3 separate regions of the Gossypium hirsutum genome follow, and regions 2 and 3 are each linked to region 1. The links are chromatin contacts, called in public Hi-C maps. All regions are on one chromosome and are shown on one strand. The core of a region is the stretch at or near the end of the contact, and the rest is flanking DNA. Distances in the headings are between cores, read along the strand shown.

What was found. A called contact is a pair of places that touch in the nucleus more often than the background predicts.
Region 2: a contact with region 1 is called in a Hi-C map of leaf, with 4 times the contacts expected there. The contact joins the promoter of LOC107926689 here to the enhancer-like site in region 1. A contact is called at or near these places in 4 of 34 Hi-C or Micro-C datasets (callus and leaf).
Region 3: a Hi-C map of callus shows a contact between it and region 1, with 2.9 times the contacts expected there. The contact joins the promoter of LOC107926614 here to the enhancer-like site in region 1. A contact is called at or near these places in 2 of 34 Hi-C or Micro-C datasets (callus and leaf).

Annotation. Positions count from the first base shown.
Region 1 is chrA07:7,769,898-7,774,640 of Gossypium_hirsutum_v2.1, reverse strand. No RefSeq gene overlaps it. Among protein-coding and RNA genes, the nearest start is that of LOC107926712, 19 kb to the right of the region's middle. Within about 2 kb of position 2,175, at least 8 of the 9 cell types and tissues checked have an H3K27ac peak or open chromatin away from gene starts, as enhancers often do. A contact at or near this core is called in leaf, where this site is marked.
Region 2 is chrA07:7,693,625-7,698,367 of Gossypium_hirsutum_v2.1, reverse strand. It overlaps LOC107926689 (serine/threonine-protein kinase 16), which reads right to left and starts at 2,851. Exons shown (of 6, transcript XM_016857579.2): 1 at 2,373-2,851; 2 at 1,560-1,702; 3 at 1,210-1,353; 4 at 746-931; 5 at 430-554; 6 at 1-107. The coding sequence starts at 2,586.
Region 3 is chrA07:7,836,803-7,841,545 of Gossypium_hirsutum_v2.1, reverse strand. LOC107926614 reads left to right here and starts at 2,030. Exons shown (of 6, transcript XM_016857509.2): 1 at 2,030-2,621; 2 at 2,843-2,943; 3 at 3,642-3,739; 4 at 4,188-4,390; 5 at 4,544-4,578. The coding sequence starts at 2,276. It overlaps LOC107926729, which reads right to left and starts at 512. Exons shown (of 4, transcript XR_001692249.2): 1 at 78-512.

The sequences.
Region 1 (4,743 bases), core at 926-3,425:
CACAAATTTTACTCATCTTTTCAGTAAACACTCTCTCCCCAATAAAGTTTAGCCTTTTATTCTTTCCATATTTTTCAATTAAAATTCTATTTTCATTACACTTATTTCTTTTTCCCCCAAAAATCATGAGCCACTAAACTTATCTAGCCAAAGGTTGTAAAAAATCTCCAAAAATGGTTTATGAGGCTTAGAATCCGCACTTAGCTTTCTCAAAAGAGTTTCATCATTTTTCCGCATTACAGGGCTGACGCTTCTGTCCATGTCCCTTAAAAAGTGATTTTTTCAACGTGTGCAAGGAACAGCCGCTTCGTATATTTTTGGAGGTTGCACAGTCAATTCGTTAGCTTACTGCGTCAGAGGTTGGCGAGCTCAAGAGATAAAGTGGCGTGGTATTCGCCATTGAGAAGTGATGATCTAGAATAAGATGATCCCATAAAAGTGATTGTTTGCTAAATTCAGGATCCACTAAAATCATAAGTCTAAAATCTTGGAGCTGGTGGTCGTAGGCGTCCTCTTCCACTATAACTGGCTTATTTTGTTTGAGAAAGATCACCTAAAAGCCGATGATTGAACCCAAGGCAGATCGAGGCAACTGGAGGCTAGAATCTCTCCATAAGAATTCTTTTTCCTCAACTCTATTTATTTCTATTATTTTAATTTTAATTTTCGAAATTTTAATCAAAACTTTTAATTCAATTTTTATTTTATTTTTTCCAAGATCAAAACGTTTAATTCTATTTTATTTTTTATTTTTTCAGGTACATAGGTTTTCTTAGGCACGATTTTGACCAGAATTTCGAGGAACAAGCAATTGTGCAAATCCGGTTCCTAAGAATTTAACCCTACTTCCCTTATACTATTATTTTTATTATTTTTATTATTTTATAATGATAGAATATTTTTGGTACTCTCAACGACCTCATCAGAAAAAGGGAACTTAAATTAGCATAAGAGAAGAATGCAAGAGTTGGGAAGAATGTGCAGCTTAAAAAATAAAAGAAGTCAAGAGTGCTCTATTAGGTTTTTCGAAGAAATAGGGAATATTGTGGTTGGAAAGAAGACGAGTGGTGACTTCGAATAGATGGATGAGAGGAGCGATGTGGCTCTTCTTGAAGAAGAATTAATCCAACTGACGGTGAAAAGCTCTCTAGTAATTCCATCGAAGAATCCGACGTTAATATGCTCGGTATGGACACAAAAAACATATAATCCAAATAGCTTAAGAGTGCAGTTATGAAGTATCTGGAAAACAAAAAAGAAGTTCGAGATCCTCATTGCTGGACAAAATCTATTTATGATTTCATTCGAAGATGAAGAAGGCTTAGAACAAATACTGTAAGGTCGGCCATGGCTCTTTCGTAAACAACTAATTACTTTTGATATGCTGACGAAACCGATAGAGAGAAATAAGATAAAATTAGTTTTTTCACCGTACTAGATAAAAGCTGGTCCGTGCCCTCCTGAATGCGATAAGAAGGATCTGATTCATGCTATTGGATCCACTTTTGGGAGAGTAATAAGGTCTGAGATAAAATGGGAATTTTGTTAAATCAGAGTAAACCTAGATGTTCAAAAATAATTAAGGAAGGGAGTATTTGTTTCTCCAAGTGGCAAGGAGAAGATATGGCTACCTTTTAAATACGAAAACCTCCCAACTTTCTATTTTGGTTGTGGGAAAATGGGTCATGGAGTTAAGGAGTGTTCGACAATTCACCGGGAAGATCGTACTAAAGCAGATGACGAGCAACCTTTCTCGCTAGCACTCAAAGCAGAATCTTCCATGGTGGGGAAAGAAAGTTTAATTTTTGGGGCCATAAGGAAAAAATCAACGGAGCAATGTTTGTACATAGGAAGCGAAGCGGTGGAAAACAATGATGTTTTTTCATCTGAGTAGTCAAACTGATCCCGACGACCAAAGAAAGAAGTTATCTCAAAGAAGAACTCTGAAAGACATAAAACGGAGGAAAAGCTGGAACAATTGAGAAATCAAGAAGCGAATATTTTGCCTTAAGACTCGGCTAGGAAATGGGAGGAAAAGTTACACAAAAACAAGAGCACTACAGAAGATAATCAAAAAGTAAACTCTAAAGGCATGGGGCCTATGACAGAGACTGAAAAGACCAGCATTAATTGGTATAGCACTGTGGATAATTCTGAAATAAATTCAAAGGATGTTGGGCTCACCATCTTAGACGAGAGCATTCAGATGGGCCACAAGAAAAGGGGCTGGCGTCGACTAGGCCCCAGAGAAAGTAGCAACTTCAATATGACTGAAGCAAAATTTGGCAAACGAAAATTCAATCATGAGGAGGAGACCGTTTCTGGACCACTCGATGCGGAATGAATAAAAAAAGCAAAAATTATGGAGGGGAATTTGGGAGAATGAATGATAATTGATTTGATGCGATCTAACATGGAGAAAGGGGAAATTTTTCAACAAAATATATCGGTGGCTGGCAAATGGCCAGCTGACCGAGACCAATGAAAATCCTAAGTTGGAATGTTCGAGGACTGGGGAATCCTCAGGCAATCAGGAGGCTTCAACATACGTTGAAACTTTATAAACCCCAGATGGTCTTCTTAATGGAGACCAAACTGAATGGTGTTTGAATGGAAAGGTTTTGGAAACGGTGTGGTTTTCACAATGGAGTAGATATTTCAGCGAATGGTTCACGTGGGGGACTAAGTCTTGCTTGGAATGAAAATGACTTAGTGCAAGTTTACAGTTATTTAAGCAACCATATTGATGTGGAGATTAACGAGGTAGAAAATTTGAAAATATAGCGTTTCACTGGATTTTATGGCAACCCAAAGTAGTCGAATAGGCAAGAGTCATGGAACTTACTTTGTCATCTGAAGAGCAGCCACTCAAAGCCATGGTGTGTATGTGGCGATTTCAATGAAATCATGTACGCATGTGAAAAAAAAGGAGAACCAACAAGGGACGAAAGGCAAATGGAGGAATTTGGGAAACCTTTAGAAGACTGCGATCTGTCAGATATGGGATATCGTGGACAAAAGTATACTTGGGAAAAGGGAAATTTTGCGGAAACAAATATAAGGGAACAACTGGACAGGGGAGTTGCAAATCGAGAATGGTTGAACTTATTTTCTGACTATTTGATACAACATCTACCCTATTCCTTCTCTGATCATTGCCCAATTTTCATCCAAACAACGCCAAATGTATCAATGTATGGGGTTAATCTCTTTAAATTTGAATTATGGTAGATAACTAAGCCTTCATGTGAAGATATTATTAAGAAATTGTGGCAAGAGAAGATTGGCAACGTCTTGGATAAACTTGAGCATACACAGGATGGAATGCAGAGATGGGGGAAAAACATTAAAAGAGAACGTATCAAGAAGTTAAAATTTCTTTGAGAAAGACTGACTGAACTTGAATTAATGGATAAGGACGACAAGACCCTAACAGAGATGATTGATGTGAAATTAGAATTAAATTGGGAGATGGAAAAGGAGGAAATGTATTAGGAACAAAGAGCAAGAACGAATTGGCTGCGTCAAGGAGATAAAAATACAACTTTCTTTCATAGCCAAACATAAAAAAGATGTGGAATGAACAAAATACAAGAGATGGAATATAAGGAATGCACTATCAAAACTGAGGGTGAAGAAATAGAAGAGATTATAAGAGATTACTTCTCGAAGCTGTTTGAAACAAGTGGAGTAGGAGATACCAATCACCTCCTTTCGGGTGTCAAGCGAAATATCACTGAAAGCATGAATTAGATGTTGACAAAGAGTTATAAAGAAGAGGAAATAAAGGAGGTAATGAATAGTATAGGGGAGACAAAAGCCCCTAGACCAGATGGATTCCCAACCATTTTCTTCCAAAAATACTGGCACATTATGGGGCACGAGGAGTTTTGTTTAGATACTCTTAATAAAGGAAAATCTTTTGACTGTCAAAATCATACGAATATAGTTTTAATACCTAAGAACCCTCATCCGAAAAAACCATCAGAATGTAGGCCAATTAGTCTCTGTTCAGTTTTATACAAGATAATTTCAAAATCTATAGCCAACAGATTCCAAAAAGTACTAGAATACTGCATTGATCAAGCGCAAAGTGCTTTTGTTCCAGGAAGGCTAACTACTGACAATGTCCTTCTCGCCTACGAAATTCTTCACTCTATGCGGAACAAAAGAACAGGGAAAAAAGGTTTAATGGCTTTAAAGATTGATATGAGCAAAGCATATGATCGGGTGGAATTGGATTCTTTGAATCAAATGATGGCTAGAATGGGGTTCGCTGAATCTTGGATACAACTCATCATGAAGTGTATTAGTACCGTCTCATATTCTGTTGTGTTAAACGGGATACCAGGGAAAGCTTTTATTCTGTCGAGAGGCCTGCGCCAAGGGGATCCACTGAGTCCCTTTTTGTTCCTAATTTGCAGTGAGGGGCTTTCTACACTACTAAGACTTGAAAAAGAAGAATGAGGTCTAAGGGGAATTAAAGCAAGTAGGAGAAGCCCTCAGATCACTCATCTCCTCTTCGCGGATGACTGTATTTTATTTGGGGAAGCAACTGAAAAAGGAACAGAAGTTTTTGAAAAGGTCATCAAATAATATAAAATTTGTTCAGGGCAATGCATCAATTACAGGAAGTCAACGGTTTTTTTCAGCTATAATACCTCGGAGATAAGTCGATTATCTATTTCAAACAGGTTGGGGGTTAAATGGTCAAATAATTGCAAAAAATACCTGGGCTTGCTG
Region 2 (4,743 bases), core at 1,602-4,101, 77 kb after region 1:
ATGGTGGTTTAGGTCCAGCTGGCCACTTGATCTGTGCATTTATAATGGCCAATTGTAGGCTTCCTCCGGATTCTCCAAGTGCGTACTCAAACGGAGATACCCCATACCTACAACAAATGGCAATTAATAACATAATAACTACATAATGCAAACGGTTTATGGTTTCTTTAGCTTGTTTCTGGATAGCATTTACATTACATCCAAGATGCAGAGAGACACGCATGTAACTCTGAAAAATGATTTCATTCCAATACTTTAGGAAGGAAAAGATGAAACTTCAAAAAAAAGGGAGAGTTCGATAAACAAATCACAACTTCATGTGATTATAAAATGAAAGTTGGAGGACTGTGAAATTACAGAACCAAAAAAAGGAAGAGTTTGTAAAATGAAAGCAAACATTGTAGAAGTGCATTTATAAGTGTTACTTACATTATTGCATATAAAGTGCATCCCAACGACCAAATATCAGTTCTCTCATCAATATCAGCATCGCTTGGGCAATCCCACAACTCAGGAGCTCGGAAAGGTGCTGAACAATGCTCAGATGCCCATTCCTACATATGAAACCAAAATCCACCATCAGTATTGTAGAAAAGGCACTGAGCTGATATACAGAGAAAGTGTCTTAAAATATTCTATTCAAACTCAGGCAACGTAAGCAACACAATTGGAAGTGCTATATGTGATAGGAGAGTGTAGTGTAAAAAGACTTGGAATTGAAGAAAAATAAAGAAGAAATAAGTACCTGAAGCTGGAGTGCCTCAGAACGAGAGCGGATTTGTTTCCTTGCAGGACGAGCACTACCGAAATCCATCAATATAGCAAGTGGTGCTTGCCCTTTTCTTCGGGTTAAAATAACATTTCCTGGCTTGACATCATTATGTGCATATGGAGGAACAAGACCATGCATATGTTTCAGCCCTGCACACAGCTGCAGATATAATTTGGTCCGGTTAAAATGCTTACAATTATTTCTAATCAGTTATAACATCCATAAATCCGAAAAATACAAAAAAGGAAGTCAAGAGGGGATCCTAAAACATTAAATGAGCAAATATTATAACATTGAAGCTAGATGGTAAAGTCTAAGCAAAATCCATGAGATACATTTGATTACTTGTATCGCATAGTTACCAATTTTTTTTGAGAAATATTATAACATGAGGAATGGGATTGCATAGTTCAAAACAATAAGATAGTTTTACTCACCTGCCGAAATATTTGAAGAACATCTGAGGTAGAAAAGAATTCCTTTTTAGCTTTCATAGCATTGGAATTGTCCAGTAATGTTCCATCCAAATGAACAGGAAATAACAAATATGCTTCATGATTCCATGATCCTTCTTGTGTAGGCTAGCCAATGAAATGAAATTGTTTTAGACAAACACAATTTTGCATTAAAAGTCCTTCAAAAGAAGAAGAAATGAGCCATCAAACGAAACACAAGAGCATCTCGAAAATTGTTCCCATTTTAAGTTTTACACCAACCTTAAAGGTAAATGAGCTGATAAATTCAAAAACGTTTAGGACATAAGAGAATAAGGTATCTGAATAATTACCTTAATGGCAATAATAGCATGATCAAGAAGTGAAAGCAGATTAGGGTGACTAAACAAGGATGAAACACGGATCTCCTCACGAACCAATTCCAACTGCTCATTATTCTGAACGAGAACTTTTTTCATTGCATAAGTTCCATCATCTACAAATGCAACCCAAATTTAAGATGTAAATCCAGATTAAAGATGCATAAATCAGAACCCGTTAGGCAAGCAGTCAAACTGTCATAGACCAAAGACAAGATTCGCTATGAAGTATGAAATTCTATGTCCAAGGCCTTCGTTTTTTACAACATAACTGAGATCAAAGATTAAAGTGATATCCATAATTTGAGGTCTATAACTCCAACAAGAGTTTGATAATCACATAAAGTTCCACCTACTTACCTATATGAATTCAATTTTATGAGATAATCATACTACTATTGTGGCAAAGAAGAAAAAAGAGCACACTTTTAGAGATCCAAGGCTAAATAATAAGCCGAAATAAAATAACCCCACACAATTTACCATAAATCTTCATATGAAATACCAAAGCTAGCTTCAATTTTCCTTAGGCAAGAGCATTCAGTAGCAGTAAGTTCACAAAAACTCGATTAATTTACAACAAAAAGAATCACTTAAAACCCTCCAAACAAAAGTAAAAAAACAGAATCATTTAAGACCAAGAAGCGAAGGACCAAATTAAAAAAAAAACCCAAGATTTAGAAAGAACCAGATCATTGAAAAACCATTGAAATAGAGAAAAACCCAAATCATAAATTCCTCAGAAAAAAAAAAGATTAAAAAGATGAATTTTTTAAGGGGACGAACCGGAAAGATGAGAAGGGTCCTTGACTTTTTTGGCTAAGCCAACAGATGAAGCTGAAGAGGCGTCGGATATGACTTCCTTCACCAAATAGACATAAGCGAATCCACCTTCACCCAACTGCCTCACGATCCTGAACCTGTTGTCATTGATCCAAACGTCCCCTCCACCATTTACGGCGTCGTATAAAGCATTCAACCCTGAAAATGAACACCCCATTGTTCTTTTCTTTTCTATCTTCAACTAAAAAAGAAAAAAAAATTCCTTTTAGATCTTCAAGCTATCATTTTTGTTATTTGAGTTTAGTCAGGTTTTGAAGCATTAAGAAGCTTCTTGTGTTTATTAAGAGACTAATTTTGTACTGGATCTGGGTTGAGTTTGACACTCCAAATTTTCATTCTTCCACTCCGCTGTTTGTGTTGCGATTGGCTACTGTCAGTTTGACTCGACTGCAGACATGAAAAATCTGGCTGCCACTTACTAACGCTGTTATTTTGAAATTACATTTGAGTCCTTGTACCTTGTGGTGATTTTAGAGTATATCTGATTTAATCCGATCCGTCCATTTGGCTGGCTAAGTAGAGAGACACATAAGATGAAAAAGCTTTTATTTGGCTCTTAGGCCTAAAAAAAATTGGATATATATATTTTTGTTAATTACTCAATGTATTTTGTAAAAAGTTGTAGATTTAGTCTTTGTATTGATAAATTTTAGTACTATATTTTTTAACTTTTTTAGTTAAATTCAATTATTAGTCTTGTACTATGTGTACAGTTAGTCCGTAGATTTAGTCTTTGTATTGGTAAATTTGTCCTGTACTTTTTTTGGTTAAATTCAATTATTAGTCTGGTACTATGTGTACAATTAGCCCATTGCCTCTAATCGGATCCTTCTAAGTCCTCATATTTTTTATATTTTAAAATTTCAGTATTAATACAAATGACAATTAATAGTATCTATTAATTAAATTTTTAGTAAGTAATATGAAAATAATAAACTGACACGACATTATATTGACGCATCAAATTTTAGAAATAATAGAATTTTACTTGATAAATTTAACAATTAATATTTAGTGCAGACTAAAATTTAAAAAATATAAAAATTAAGAAAAAATAAAAATATAAAGATTAAATTCATAACCTTTACTTAAAAAAAAAGAGTAATAACAAAATTTAATCTTTTCAGTGCAACCTGGTTATATACATGGTATTTAAAGATTTGGGTTTAAGGTCATACCATTGAAAGGTAAGACGTATCACACACAATTGTATTTGTCGACTGAAGTCCCATTCCATTCAGCCATACCCTCAAACATCTTACCATATAAACTTTCATGTCACAAAATTATATAATATACAAATTCTTCATACCCACGTAAATGCCATGCTATCACACAGACTTCATTTATGTATACAAGATAATCCTAAAACTTAAAATTGCATATAATTATAGCAAGTTAATATGACCGTAATTCGATGCAGAATTTACCTGTTTGTAGAATAAAGATTCAATACATTAAGCATATCTCTATACTTAATAGTGTTCATATGATTTCTAAATTACCTCAAATTTAGCTTTAAAAACAAATCAATATTGTAAATGGCCAATTTGCCCGGGCCCACTAGAAACCAAAATATATACAAAATAAGTAAATAAAAAAAAATTAAATTAAACTAAACCAATACAACAGTCCAGTTTTATAACAAACCTAAACCCAGCTACATAACCCAAGCCCAATAACTAAACTTAGACCCAAATTTAAAACCTGACCCAAACTTACAAGGCTCGATAGGCCCAGAACATTAAAACTTCAGAAACCCTAGCAGTTCCCACTCTCGCGCCGCAGCCAAGCCTCAGCCCTGGCCTCCGTACCCTCCAGCAGCCACACACACGCGTCTCCGTACGCCAGCCCAGCCCCGTACCCGAGCGCCAACGCACCTGTACCTGCGAAGAAATGGACAAACCACAGCAGCAAATACATACAAAAAAAAAAACGACAGCAGAGTAGCAAATGGAAAGGAATGAAAATTGTATTTTTATTATTCTTTCTTTTCGGCTATAAAGACCTCAAAAATCAGTGTATTTTGGTGACGAATGCAATATATACACGCATATTACACACTCAAACGCCACATAAACACAGAAATACACATACAAAAACAAAAGCAATAGAAAACAATCGATTCTTAAAGGTGATTTTCCAACTGAAATCTCGGAGGCGTTCCTTTTTTTTCGGCTTGATATTTTGTTTATTTGTTGTTTTTTACTCTAAGGCATGAATAAAAAAGGGAAAAGAGGGAGTTTATCTTGAAAGCACGCCGTGGATCTCCTCTTGCTTAGTTAATATCGAAGTTAAGAGGAGATTGAAAGGC
Region 3 (4,743 bases), core at 781-3,280, 67 kb before region 1:
CAAACAAACAAAACCCAAGTCAAATATCATCCTAAAACCATTAAATCACCACAAAACAATGTAAATTAAAAGTGAACCTGGTAAGAGAGTAACAGTGGCTGAAAAGTTCGAACTTTTGCATGTTCCCAGAACTGGAGCAGTTGCTGGATTGCTGAAGTATGCTTATTAGTTTATATATATATATATATATTGAAAAGGAAAGTGATATTTTTACGAAGAAGCAAAGCAAACCCAAAGAGCAACAAAAAAGGATAAACTAGTGGAGGTTCTTGTTAAACTTTTAAAGATTTTCAGACATAGATAGAGACATGGAAGACATGTAATAAAAGGGAAAGTCAAAATTAAGAAACATCCTTTCTAAAACAAACAAAGGATAAGGCAAAGAAAGAAAAGAAGAAGACTGATTTATGAAGTAAAACTTTTTCTTCGTTTTTAGAGCTTGTCTTTATCTTTTACACGTGGTTGATATAACCCTACATGTCATTAGATATGTGGAAGAGAATGAAGTGAGAATCTTGAAGCCTTGAAATTTCATACTCAATTTAAATATGTTTATTCTCTAGTCTCTGTGTACCCTTCTTCGTTTTTTTATTATTCAAAACTGAGGGCTGGAATTAAATTTTGGGGTAAAAGAAAAATCTAAAAAGTTGAAGAAGATTCTCGAAAAAACTAGGTTTTTTATTTGAGCATAATGAGTCCAAGGTGCTGAGGATAGACATTGACCTTTAGCCTACTGCTTTCAGTAGAGTGCTTTTTAGAATATAATTATAAATTTTGGCTAACATCTATTTTGATTTTTGTATTTTTTGTTGTAGTTTTTAAAGTTGATAATTAGATTCTTGAATTTAAATTTTGTTAATATTTGAAGATGTGATTAATTTTACTATAATAAGACTAAACCAGACGAATTGATGAATGGAACCAAATGAGATATAGCTGTCTGAGAAAATAAATTGTATCGATTCATTTTGAAATAGCTTTAAATTGGTAAAAATTAAAAATCGAGATAAAAATTAATAGATGAATTAGTTTAATGTTAATTTTTTATTCTTTTTAGATTTTTATGAATTTTTAATTATTTATTTAATTATTATTGATTCAGTAATTGAATTGATCAAACTGATTGAATTGGAGAACTAATAGTCTAACATGTTTAATCACTGGTTCGATTATTAAAACATTAAAGGTGACAATCTAAAATTATACTACACACCACTTAAAACTTTCAAGTGATGATGTAGCATAATTTTAGAGTATCGTATTAGAAAAAGAATTGTATGAAATAAAGATATTATCCTTTTTCAATAATTTATTTTTTCAAGATGAAAATGTTTATGTGTGATTAAACTATTGAGAAAGAAATATAGATGACGTGACATTACTATTTTATATCATTCTTTTCCATTACATTATCAAGTTTTTATATTTTCAAATGTAATAAAATGGATCTAATTATTAAATTTAAATGTCAAAATGAACTGAATATATATATACACTAATGTTAACTTAATTGTAAAATTCAGTAATCAAATTTTATATTATTTTTTTTAAATTAAATATTTTGAAGTTAAATTAAACCGGAGATTAGTTTTTATTGAACCCACATTGTTTACAGCTAAAGCCATTCAAACAATTACCCTTTTTAAAATTTGAGCTTGTTTTCTCAACTAATAATTTGTGGGTTCAATAGAGTGCTTTTAACTTACAGAAATTTTATAATTTTAAAAATCAAATATAAAAGTAGGAATTAAAATAAAACATGATATGATATTGGAAATAGAATAAGAAAATATCTAAATTTAATTTATATATATATAATTTTGTTTGGACTTAGATATAAATTATGAATATAATAAAATTTTATATAAATATAATATATTAAATGCAATTATAAGATAAAAAAAATATGTGAATACAAATGAATATTTATACCGTATAAGTAGATTAATACAATAAATATTTATTTATTTATAAAATAGATTGCATATTGTTAAAAATTTATAAAATGGGGTGAATAGTCAGTCATTCTACAGACTCTGGTTTCGACAGAAAAGAAATTTATAAAATAAATACGAAAATATAAAAAAATTATAAATATATATATTATTCTCGAAAATCTAATAACTGTCATGGCAAACGTGGATACCTCAACCATAGCCTTAGCATATCAAATTCTTCACTTCTTTCTACATTTCTAACAATAATCCCAACGAAGAAACCAAAGGAAGGAGAAAGACGAAGAGAATTTAAGATTGAGCATTTGGCTTGGTCCGAAATGGATATTTGGAACAAGGCTCGGAACTTCGCTGAGGATGCTGCTCGCCGGTCGTCGGAGCTCAGTATAGGCTCCGCTAAGCTCGGCGATATAGTAACGGAGGCTATGAAACGGTCCAAGGAGATCGCGGCCGAGGCTTCCAAACGAGCCGAAGAAATCAAAGCGGAAGCCGCGAAGCAAGCCGAGCTCATCAAGTCGTCGATCGCCGAGGGGGTCGCGCCTCCACAAAACACGGAGAGGATGGTGGAGCAAGAGAAGGAACTGGAGAGTTTTGGTATTAATGAAGAGTTGAGAGATTTTGTTAAGGGGATTACATTAAGCACCTTTCAGGATTTTCCTTTACCTGGTAAAATAATTACTTCCTTAAGCTTTGTTTGGATGCTGAGAAAAAAAGGTATGTAGTGGAAAACTAGAAAACGAAATTTGAGTGTTTGAAAAGTCGATGCTCTGGTTGTTTGGTGTGAAAATTTAGGAACTAAGAAAGAAATTCTAAATTTTCATTATATCATAAATGCAATGTAACTATCTTCTGGCTTAAGTTGATTTCATGAATCTTTTCATTGGCAGATGATTCTCCTATGTCTGATGTTCCCACAATCTCAAATGTAAGGCAAGATCTTACAGAGTGGCAAGAAAAACATGCCAAGCTTGTACTTTCTACGGTTAAGGTGCATATAAGAGCGTGTGTGTGTGTGTGTGTGTGTGTTTATGATATGCTTAATTCCTATGACATTTTAATCTTCTTGAGTAAACATGTTGTCCTATTCCTACAGTATGTATCTAAATTCATTTTAAAGGTTTTAAAATATTAAATTGTATTTCAAATGATTATAATGTTAATTGTATGCAAATAACATATAGTCAATAGCTACATAATCTGCATATAATTGCACTTGCATTACTGTTATTCCACTCAATCATATGTTTAACTATGATATTCTATCCATTGGAACCAGAAAAGGGTGTAAACTGTCCCATACTTATTTTCCAATTTGATGAAATAGTAATAGCAATTTTCCTCCTTTTTGGGGACTACTGCCAGATTATGGTAATTTATTTCCATCTTTGTTGAATTTATGGTCTTTTGCTGGGATTAAAACATTCAATGTTGTTTGAATAGTAAGCACCAAACTGTGATGCTCTCTTTTTTTCTCTGATATTTTCCCAAATTCTTGAGTCTTCATGGGGGTAAATTGACCAGCCTAATGTGTATTTATTTTGTATATACTACAAAGTTAACTTTTTATTATTAGCACGGTAAGTGTAATCATAGTGCATGAGCATATTCATATCAATTGATAGTTGGAGTAATTGAGTCTTGTGTTTCTGAAGAATATGGTTTTACTTCTTTTACTCTATATTCCAGGAAATTTCAAAGTTAAGGTTTGAGTTGTGCCCGCGTGTTATGAGAGAGAGGAAATTCTGGAGAATATACTTTCTACTAGTAAACAGTCACGTTGCACCGTAAGTAATCCATCTCGATGTTAAGCCTTCAATTTGTCTTTTGCTGAATTTACACTTGCTATTCACCACTTCATTTAAAATGAGCTTCTCCCAGAATATAGGTAGTTCAGATGATTATTGCATCCTTGCACTTCTCCTTTAATTTATGTATTTTATGAATTCACAAACTTTTAAACCAAAAATAGAATGTTCCACTGAATTTATGATTGCAGAAGAAATAGTTTGGCCTTCAGCACACGTTTAATAGTATTGATTTCTTTTCATTTGACTTGAAATTCTTTAAAACACATCTTTCTCAGAATCAATTCTTGTGTAATTGTGCATGTCATCTGGATCTGAAGGTGCATTTTAGATATTTTCTTGCTCTACTGTGCACTTTTACTTGTGTTTTAGATAACATTATTTTTGTTACCAGCAGTAGACCCTGCTAATATATGCTTCCATATAGGTATGAGAAGTGGTACATGGAAGAGATTGAGCGAAAAACAGCAGAAAAAATCCGGGACAAAAAAATAAAGGAATCTTCGAACATTGAAATGACTACTCAACAACAGGCAAAGGAAAGCAAGCAACATAATAAAACTTCGGCCTCATTTGTTGAGCAAGACCTGGATGTATTTCTTTTGGGTGGTGACAGCGATGAATGCCCTGGTATGAATAATTCTTTCTTGAAACATTAAGGTGGTTTGTTGATTGTCGTTATTCACTTGAAATAGATTATGCTTTTTCCTATATTAGCGTCATCATCACTGTTTTTTCATTTGAACTACTTTTATTTTGCTAATCATCTGTTTGGTGCATCAGATGATGGAGATGAGGGCTTCGATGATTTTGGCTCGGTAAGCACAGTTCTGTTTATGGACTCGGTCTTGTTTCATTTCTTCATTGGATTGCTTGTGTAGATTGGACTTACTGAAAATAAAAGTTATTCGATACAAGTGACTTCGTACCAAATCCGATGGACTGCAATATGATCTCTACATTCCTGTAGCTTCTTGGTTTTA